2 separate regions of the Sminthopsis crassicaudata genome follow, and region 1 is linked to region 2. The links are chromatin contacts, called in public Hi-C maps. All regions are on one chromosome and are shown on one strand. Each heading gives the region's core, a stretch centred on a gene start, on an enhancer-like site or on the middle of the called end of the contact. The rest is flanking DNA. Distances are from core to core; before and after follow the strand shown. Region 1 holds the start of JADE3 (jade family PHD finger 3). Region 2 holds the start of LOC141561133 (regucalcin-like).

Evidence for each region. A called contact is a pair of places that touch in the nucleus more often than the background predicts.
Region 1: a contact with region 2 is called in a Hi-C map of fibroblasts, with 4 times the contacts expected there. The contact joins the promoter of JADE3 here to the promoter of LOC141561133 in region 2. A contact is called at or near these places in 2 of 2 Hi-C or Micro-C datasets (fibroblasts and hippocampus).

What each region holds. Positions count from the first base shown.
Region 1 is chr3:242,282,986-242,288,039 of ASM4859323v1, forward strand. JADE3 (jade family PHD finger 3) reads right to left here and starts at 2,610. Exons shown (of 12, transcript XM_074300279.1): 1 at 2,454-2,610.
Region 2 is chr3:242,032,742-242,037,509 of ASM4859323v1, forward strand. LOC141561133 (regucalcin-like) reads right to left here and starts at 3,279. Exons shown (of 7, transcript XM_074300274.1): 1 at 3,074-3,279.

The DNA.
Region 1 (5,054 bases), core at 1,360-3,859, 250 kb after region 2:
TCTTGAAGTTCTCCAAAAAAGTCATTAACTAATCACAATCATTGATGATGGGAAAAAAATGTACTTGTCCGTTTAGACTAAAACATACTTGTCCAAATTAGTTTTATTTAAATTATTTTTCATCCATTTGACAGACTGTAGGAAGTAGAGGGTTGATTTAAGGGCAGCTTTAAGCCGGGTTCCTTGACGAGATGACAATTTCTGTGTTCCTGGAAAGACAGATGGGTCTTCTCACCTCCAAGGCTTCTTTCTGTAATGTTTACCATTTCAGCATTACAGCCCTGCTGTGGAGTTAAATGGTTGAATAATCACATCTCTTTGGATTTCCTATAAAACCATATAACGTAGGATTTGGATACAGAGGTTCTGGCAAGTCAAGAAGTGTTTCATCCTCTATTGAAGAACTAAATGTATAAAAGTAAACTTTCACACAATTGGAGCAAAGGATTTCCTTACAATTCAATTAGGGGAGGGGGAAGGGAAGGAAGTATCCGAAATAACCCCAAAAGTTTCCTACAATCTTTGCTAGTATGCCACAGATCAGCTAAATATTTGACAGAACATGCAATTACTCTTCCTGAAAAAAAAGTCCTAACGTAATTATTTAACATGCATGGCTTTTTTTCCTTTCCTACTAGGATGTAAAGAAATGCTCTCTCCCTTTCCCCCACCAAAAGATATTAGGATTTCTTCTTTAAAGATTTTATATAGCTGTCTAATACACTTCATCATTTCCGTATAACTTTCCTAGATCTCTTACCTTTACTGTCAAATCAGAGTCCTCCTGACTTCTTAAAGCACTTTGTAATTCCTGCAATGTATTTATTTATATGTTTTACATCATCTTCATCTCTCTTATCTAACAGATTTTAAACTGAGGGCAGGAGCAGTATTTTATTCATCCGCCTATTTCTCATCACGCTCAGCCAAGTGCAATACTTAATAAACCTTCGATAAGTGTTTAACAACGAGTGCCAGCTACCACCCTCTCTTCCTACAATGCACGGAGACATGCTGAAGTTAATGAGCTGTCCTGTACCATTTTAAAGCACACTTCACCTACTGTCATCTGGCTTCAAAAGGAAGGGTTATTTTTAAATAGACCGTCCCACATTCCTGCAGGAAAGAAGCAAAAACCAAGTGCAGAAGAACCGAGCACGCACGTCGGGGGGAAAAGTTTCCAGTGCCCCGGAGGGTTGAAGAATGTCTTTGCAAACGGGGCTCTCCCAAGCGTGAGCACTCGTGGAAACAGCAGGCCGGCCACACTAATTCAAGAACAACAGTGGCTGACCGTAAGGAGGGAAAGTTAAAAGTCCTGCCGGTTACGGAGCTGCCTCTTGCTATTTCTTTGTTGGCACTAGGAGACCTCACAGCTGGTGCACTCAAGGGCACAAATTAACACTCTCCCACCGAGAGAGCTAACAGTGCAAGTGGCTCAAAACTCTGTGCTTTCCTTCCCCCCTTCCCCCCCCCCCCCGACCCCTCTAACCTCAGAATCCCTACTGCGCCCCCTCCCAATCCCTCTCTCTTCCTCCCCTTTTCTTCTACTTCGGCTTTTCTCAGCAGTCCCCCAAAGTCCGGAGCATCCCGCGGGCCGCGGGGCCCGACTCTACAAAGCGGTCCTCTTCTCCGGGGTCCGGCTGCTGCTCCCGCCGCTGTTTGGGCCGCAGCCCTCCAGCTTCCAGTCCGATAGCCCGCCTGCCCCAAGCCAACAGGGTGAGTGGCGTGAGGGAAAGGGGGTGGAGACAGAGCGAGGAGAGTGCCGAGCTGCAGGACAGCAGCGAGCCGGGAGGAGGAGGAGCAGGAGGAGGTGAGTGAGGGCCCAGATACTTAAGATGACACGGGAGAAAAGGGGGAGGGGGATGAAAGGGGTGAGGGGCGGCGGCGGCCAGCCCTGTTCTTCCTCTTCCCCCGCCTCCCCCTGCACAAGCCAAGCAGCCGCAGTGGCTCCGGCGCTAAATTCCAGCCTGGTGCAAGGACTGAAACACACATGAGAGCACGAGCACGCGCGCACACACATAGTGGGTCTCTATCTCGTGTGCCCCCCAAAGCCGGGGCGGAGGAGGCTCGCCTGGAGCCGGGGCTGAGCTGACACCGGGCGGGCGGCGGGGTCAGTGCGAGGCAGAGCGGCAGAGGGCGGGCCGGCCGGCCGACCCGCCGGGCACCGCCGCCAGTCTCGAGCCGCCGGAGGAGCCCAAACGTGCAAGGCGAGCGCGAGGCCAGAGCCGCTCCCGGCGCTGCACGGGCACCGTCTCCATTAGGCAGCGGCCGCAGGAGCACCAGTCACCCTCCAGCCCTCCTTCCCTCCCTCACCGATTCCTCTCCACCCTCAGGCCCCGGCCGAGGAGGAGGCCGACAAGGGCAGGAGGCGGCCGGTCCCCCAACCTCCTCCCTCCCCTGTCTTCTTACCTCCCTCTCCAGCCCGGCACCCCCCCCCTCCCGGGGCGCCTTACCTTCTGGCTTTATACGGGCGGGCTTCCTTCTGGCCGAGGGCTGTGCAGTAAGTCCGGTGCGGAATTAGGGCTTTCTCCCCGGTCTCATTCCTGCCCCACGCTCGCTTCCTTCGCTCCCCGCCTGCCCGGGCTTGCTGGCTTTCTTCTCTAGCCCCCACTCCCCTCCCTTCCCGCCACCCCTCCCCTTTTCCTCCACCTCCTCCCTTCTCCCGACCGCCCGCGTCTGCCTGCCTATTCGGCGGGTGCTGCTCCACTCCTCCTGCCAGCGGCAGGCAGCGGAGTCTCCTCCCCGGGCGCCCCCGCCCCCTTTTCTTTTCCCTCTCCCCCCTCACTCCCTCCCCGCAGCCGGTGGGCTCCAGCTCCCGCTCCTCCTCCTCCTCCTCCTCGAAGCAAGCAGGAGGAGGCGGCGGCGGCGGCGGCGGCAGACACACAAGAGCCCTATTGTATTATTGACACCGCTGGCTCCCACGCTCCGCCTCTTCCCTTTCCCTCCCTGCCAGCTACACTCTCCCTCATTGACTGGCTTCGGTCGCGGAGCTCCCCTCTCTTCCTGCCAGCCGCTCCGGAGGAGAGCTCAGGCTGAGGGAGACTCTTTTTCCGCCTACCCCTAATAGGTCCCGTACCTGCCGAGGCGGCCGCCCCGGAGCCACGGCCCCGCCCGGCCTCCGCCCGCCTCCCGTCCGCCTTCCACACACACAACACGCCGAGCGCTAAGTGAGCACCTCCTCCTCGGACGCCGCCACTCACACGCAAGGCATCCCGAACTTTTCCGCGCACCCCTCGGCGGTTCCGGACCGGGCCACAGGCGCCTCCTTCACCTCCTAGTTAGGACACTGGCACCTCTGTCCCCGCGCCTCCTCCACCCTCCCGAGAAGGGCTCCACTCTAGCAGACGCCCTGCTCTGGTCCCTGCCAGGTGGGTCATTTCTCGGGTCCTGCCCCCTCCCAGACACGGGCGCTATCTTCTTCTTTGTTTAAAAGGGGGGCGGGTTAAGGACGGGAGAACAGATGGAGCAGGAAAAAAAGGGGAGGGGGAACCACCTGTTTTGTTACCTAATCCGGAAAGCGGGGTTTTCGTTAATGAGGCTTCTGTCTCAGACACATCATCCCTTTTAATCACTGATGAGCGAGGGGTGGTCACTGCTTTAATTGGATGTAATAATAAATAGAGCCAAAGTGGCTCTTAACGGAATACATTTATTAGAACCTGAGTACCAATGACATATAACAGTGTTTAAGTGATGAAATGCCAGATTTGTCTTCTTAGAAATAAGTCCTTTAAGATCATAATTAACTCACATGGTACTTTTCACTAGTATAATTAAATATAATGGACCCTCTTGGTCGATTAAAAAGCAAAATGCAAGTTCTTCACACTAAATGGTTACAAGTATTATGTACAAATGGGAAAACGGTTAATCTAATGTACTCTGGTCACGATTTTTAAAAACTTTCTTCAGAAAAAGATATATTCAATGAAATAGAAAGCATAAATATGACCCCAGAAGAAAAGAAAGTCAGCACACATTATTTCATTTTGCTTGAAAATCAAGAAGTTGAATTGGGGATTGAAAACTTTTCTTCACCTTTTTATCAACTCACTGGGAGCCCAGAATATGAAGGCAAAGTAACTGGATTCAAATCTCAGCTTTGATTTCCCTATCTCCTGTGTGATCTTGTGCAGTCATTTAGCCCTCCTCACCTTAAAATGATGTGTTGTAAACAATGTAAAAAAAAAAAAGTTCCTTTTTGACTAACTCTAAATCAAATATTTAGTGTTTTCTGGATCAAGGAAAACTTCGAGATGATAATTGCATTTGAGGCAGACCTCTCAGGCAAGAAAATATGTCAGCAGACAGGGTTGTTGAAGCGAAATGATTCCATACATGGAGGACGACTGATACAAAAGCAAAGAGGTGTAAAAAGCTAGGGGGGAGAAATCATAGAATGGCTAACCTGTAATCTATAAGAGAGACTTTTGTAAGCCTCTGCTCCTTTAACAATTAATAGATGCTATCAGCAAATAAACCACTGTGGCCCTACATTTGAAAAAACATTTTAATTCAAAAACTTTGATGTGACATCAGACAAATCATCAACTACCACACATTCCCCCCCAAAACACTGAATATAACAAAACATGATAGAGGGATAGTGGCTGATAATACACAAACCAGTGTCATTTATTGTATTTGGCCAGAGGCTTTTAAATTTTAAAAGTGGTAGTCAATATGTTGTACTGGTTTTGTTTTCTTCACTCTGTGTCACTTTTACAGAGGTCTTTGCAGAAGTTTTGTGATATTGCAGTATTAGACTATAGTAAAAGAAGCAAATATAAGCAAAGGTGGGAATACTATACATGGAAATTGAAGAGGTAAATATAGGAATGATATAAGAAAAACTTCCTGGCAATTAGAACTATCCAAAAATGGAATGGATTATCCCAGAAGATAATGATTTCCTTTCATTACAGGTCTTTAAGCAAAGAGTGGAAGGCTGGGATTTTGAAAAGGTAATTCTTATTCAAATACACATTGCCCTGGATGACCTCTATGGTCTCTTCCAATTCAGGGATCTTAGCATTCTCTTAATTTATAGGTAA
Region 2 (4,768 bases), core at 2,029-4,528:
TGTTGATTTCTTATTTGTCTTTCCAAAGGGAACTTATAGATCATTCTTTAATTTAGCTGATATAACTTTTTTTCTTTCAGTTTCTTTTAGAGTTCAACATCTTTTGTCTGGTTGAGATAAGAGTAAAGTTTATGTGAAATCCACTCCAACTACTCCTTCCTCCATATCTATATATTCTTCATATGCACCTCAGTTATGAGAAATTGTTCTAACCTCCTTCATCCTCACTTCTTTCCTAATATCTATTTTCCTTACCTTTTCCTTTCTCTCTTAAGGACATCAAAATAGAGCAAATCCACAACTAATTCCTGTTTGTCAAATCATGACAAATAAATATAATTCTGTATGGTAAGAAATGATAAATATAATGAAAAAAGAGAAGCATGGGAAAACAACATGAAATGATACAAAGTCAAGTGAGATTGCTTGTTAAGGACAATGCCTAAGTGAAGGGGCAGGTCAATTCCTTGAGACCGCCACATAACATCTGAGTCATAACATCTAAAGGAGTTGCAAAGAAGCCTTTACTGACACAGTTGTTGCTTGTGGACTGGGAATAAAATAAATTGGAGGCAGAGGGAAGAGGAGTGAGGTCAGACAGTGCAACATCCCCTCAGTACGGAGGTCAGGGAACAGCAACTGCCTCTCAACCTCCTTGTATCATCAATCAATCCTTCTCCTCCTCCTCCTTCTCCTCCTCCTCCTCCTCCTCCTCTCACATGAAGAGATCCAGCAACCACTGGCAAGTGGCTCCCACAATTGCTAAAATTCATTTCCTGTATTGGTACATCCAATTAGAAAAAGATCCTATGATTAGAGGACCATCAATCAAGTTAAAGTTTATAAATGGTCATGCTGAATTGTTCTTCATTCATATTCAACTCTTCATGAGTCTTCCTGATTTCAAGTCCAGCACTCTATCCACTGTACCACCTAGTTGCCCCCATAGATGGCCTAAAAACCCATCAATCTTATTAGCATTCTCTGCTCTTTCTTGTCATTCTACCATCATTACTGCAGAAGTGGAAGGGGGCAACATGGTTCTGGGACTGTTCCTTATATATTTCTCATTCCTTGGTTTGCTATGGTCAAAGGTTTCATTACTGAGTGGTTAGCCTCTCTGTGCTTAGCAACACAGTTCTCAGAAAGCAGACTTAATCATCTATCAAGATTGTACTCAAAAACTTTGCTGCTGGGTAGAACCTGTCAGAGTTTGTGTTCCACTGATACAGTCTTCAGGAACACAGGATTACTTCCATATCATAACAAAGCATCAAAAAATGGTGTTGCAGAGCACAAATATACAAATAAATAAAAAATATGTTTAAAATAAAAACAAAGTAATTACAGAGGGCAGTGACCACTAGTGGAAAACAGGAAAGGAATCTTTAATAATATTAGCACCAATGATCATCATTATCATTGACATTTATGTTGTTGTTCAGACATGTTCTTTATAATCCCATTTGAAGTTTTCTTGGCAAAGATACTAAGGTGGTTTGCCATCTCCTCCAGTTCATTTTACAGATGAGGGAACTGAGGTGAACAGGGTGAAAAAAACAGATTTACAAGAATTCTCTTATTTGAGCCTCATGACAAATATGTAAAGCAGCTATTACAGATATTCTTATAAGCTCAGTTTTACAAATGAGGAAACTGAAATTCAGAGAAATTAAATGACTTGATCATAGTCACTTAGCAAGTAAATTTCATAGTTGCACTTGAATCTAGTTCTTTCTGATGCCAAATCCAGAACTCAAGTAGTAATTCCTAGATGGAGCAACCTATTTAGTCAGAAGAAAAAGGAGAAAAAGGAAAAAGGAGGAGGAGGAGGAGAAAGAAAAGGAGAAGGAGCAAGAAGAGGAAGAGGAGAAAAAGAAAAAGGAGGAAGGGGACTAATAGGAGGAGGAAGAGGAACAGGAGAAGGAGGATGAGGATGAGGAGGACAAAAAAAAAAAAAAAAAAAAAGCCAACTGACAACATTTCAGATGCTGTGACAGCCAGGGGGAAGAACCGTTTTTGGTCAGCATAATTTCCCATTGACCTCAAAATTATTGTACCCAAATAGCTCAACAAATTGTGGTATATAAATGCAATGGGATGTAACTATATAGTAAGAAAGGATAAATATAAAGAATACAGAAAAGCATGGGACTCCTTAAGTGAAATGATTCAAAATGAAGTTAGCTGAATCAGGAATATACCATGAGTGAAATGTAAATGGAGAGAACAACAACAATAAAACTGAACAATCTATAATTATGGTGACCAAACTTGGCCCTGAAGAAGAAATGGAAGGGGAAATTTACCTCTCTCTCTCTCTCTCTCTCTCTCTCTCTCTCTCTCTCTCTCTCTCTCTCTCTTTCTCTCTCTCTCTCTCTCTCTTTTAAAGAAATGGGGGAATGAGTGTTGAACATTCACTAAACTGCTAATTTTCTCTTTTTTTATTCTTTGTTATAGGGTTATGTGTCTTTGTAGGGAAAAGGATGTTTTTGGAAATCTAGTTGATATAAAAAAAAATCCACCAATAATATCATCATAAAAGACCATTTCACATAGGTATAACTGGACCTTTCCTATGAGGTTACTGACATGCAATCAATGGGGAGAAAAGTGATTATTTTGAGTTTGGGTAGAAGTCTAGAGGTTAAAATAAAGAATTTTCTCAATACTTCATGCATGTTTCTTTTAATAAAATCTTTGTCAATCACTGTTCATTTTAAGAATAAATTCAAATGATTCTTCCATATAGAGACATAAATTACTTTTACTTTATACTTCACATGACATGATTTCCAGACCCACCCTCATCTTCATTATTTTTCCCCTAGATGGATTTTAATTGGTCAAAACCCTTCTTAAAAGGTGGTATCTAGAAATGGACAATATTCCAGCCACGACCTCGACCATCACAGAGCAAAATACATTGGTACATCATATCTCTATTAATAGCCCTTCCAACTCCAAAGCTATGACCCTATGAGCACAATTTAAGATCACTGACTGGACTTTTTTGAAAGAATACAAAGGCAGTTGCTATCTACAGCCTGGCGTTGGAAACATTGGCTCTTACCTTGAAAGTACGTGCCAATACCAGCTGGAATCTGAGTAGATATTTGGTTTGATATCACTTGATGAGAGAGAATAACTTCTGTAGGAGCTGTAATAAAGAGAGACTAGATAGAGGCTTTATAGATCAGCAATAGTATGCTGAAACCTAGAAATAGGGTGTTTCCCTGACAGCTAAATGTTGCATCACCATGAGAGCTTGTCAGCTGTGGCTTGAGGCTTCTGGCAAATATGCCTTTCTAGACTGAACAGATAGGGGAGGCTCAAGGGCCCAAAGGAAGTCTCCAGGACTGGCACTGTGTAGATTAATACCAATAGTTACATCCAGGATATCTTTCACTGACACAGACATTTCAATGTATCATATATGCATCTGAGTGCAGTAGATTCCTGGACTAAAACTCTAGTTCCAAGGTGAAGTAATACTATCACCTAAGGTTAATGAATTCTCTTCTCCTTGACTGCCATTGAAACCCCAAAGAGTTAGCCTGATAATGTTTGGCTATCTGATATCATTATAGTAATCTTTTCTAATTTAGCTTTCTGGCTTATTATTGCATTTATTATAGTCAATTAAAAGGGTCTATAAAATTAGCTTCCATTTATTTTTTATATTATTTGACATCTTTGTAACTGCACTTTATCTCTGATTTTTACATTTGTAATTCAGACTTCACATTAAGAACCAATAAATTGAGTTTGCTAAGTTAACCCCCCCCCCCCACACACACACAATAAAAATATAGCAAATGTTTACCCTTGTGCCATGGAATTTCCCATAAATTTCTGTATATTATTTTTCCACTTGGCTATCCAGCTATACCAGTAGCCCAGCCATATTATGAGACACCAAGAAATTCTGTTGAAATAATCACCTTTTGCTGGGTTAAGCTCTCTGTACAAGGTAAAGAAAGAAATTAGGATCTCATCCACTTTAGTTATCATTGGAAGAAAATATATTTCAATCCTCTATTTATCTTAGTAAAATTCACCCTTTTAACCAACCGTTCTATTACTTAAATGACTAAAAATTTAAGAATCAATTTCAATATTTTTACTATTAAAATTCAGGGAATATATACTCAAATGAATTATGAGGTCAAATTATCTAGTGAGATTTGTCTGGAGGTATTTTGTGCAATTAGGCTAGGAAGATGGAGCTAAACTAGCTTCTTTCTTCAGAGAGATCCTATTATAGAAAAAACATCACCCATCACAAGGATTAGCCTAATCTTTTTGGAGCTTGTCCAGCCTTAGAGAAGCGTAGCTGGTAATTCAACATGTTGCATAACCTATTTAGTTTAATTTGGTAATATTAATTTACTGTATCTATATGGCTATGAATCATGAATCAAAATCTCAAATGAGCCAAAAGTCAATGGAAAGACATATTTTCAATGACAACTTCTTTTTTAATTGTTTTTTCAATGAAGAAAAATATTTTTTTCTCACTACCACTCTCCTCATTGAAAAAGAAAAAGAAAATATTTATAACAAATACACATAATAAGCATAGCAACTTATTGCCCAAGGATGACTTCTTTATAGGAAGTGTTATAAAAGAATGTTCGTGTCTGGGAACAAATGTTCATATGAGTTGATCATGTGAAGAGAGCAAGGGATAACAGATGTATGGCCTTAAGGTTGCATTGATATCTGTGAACTGTTAAAAGATCCAAAAAGGATATGAGCAATGAAC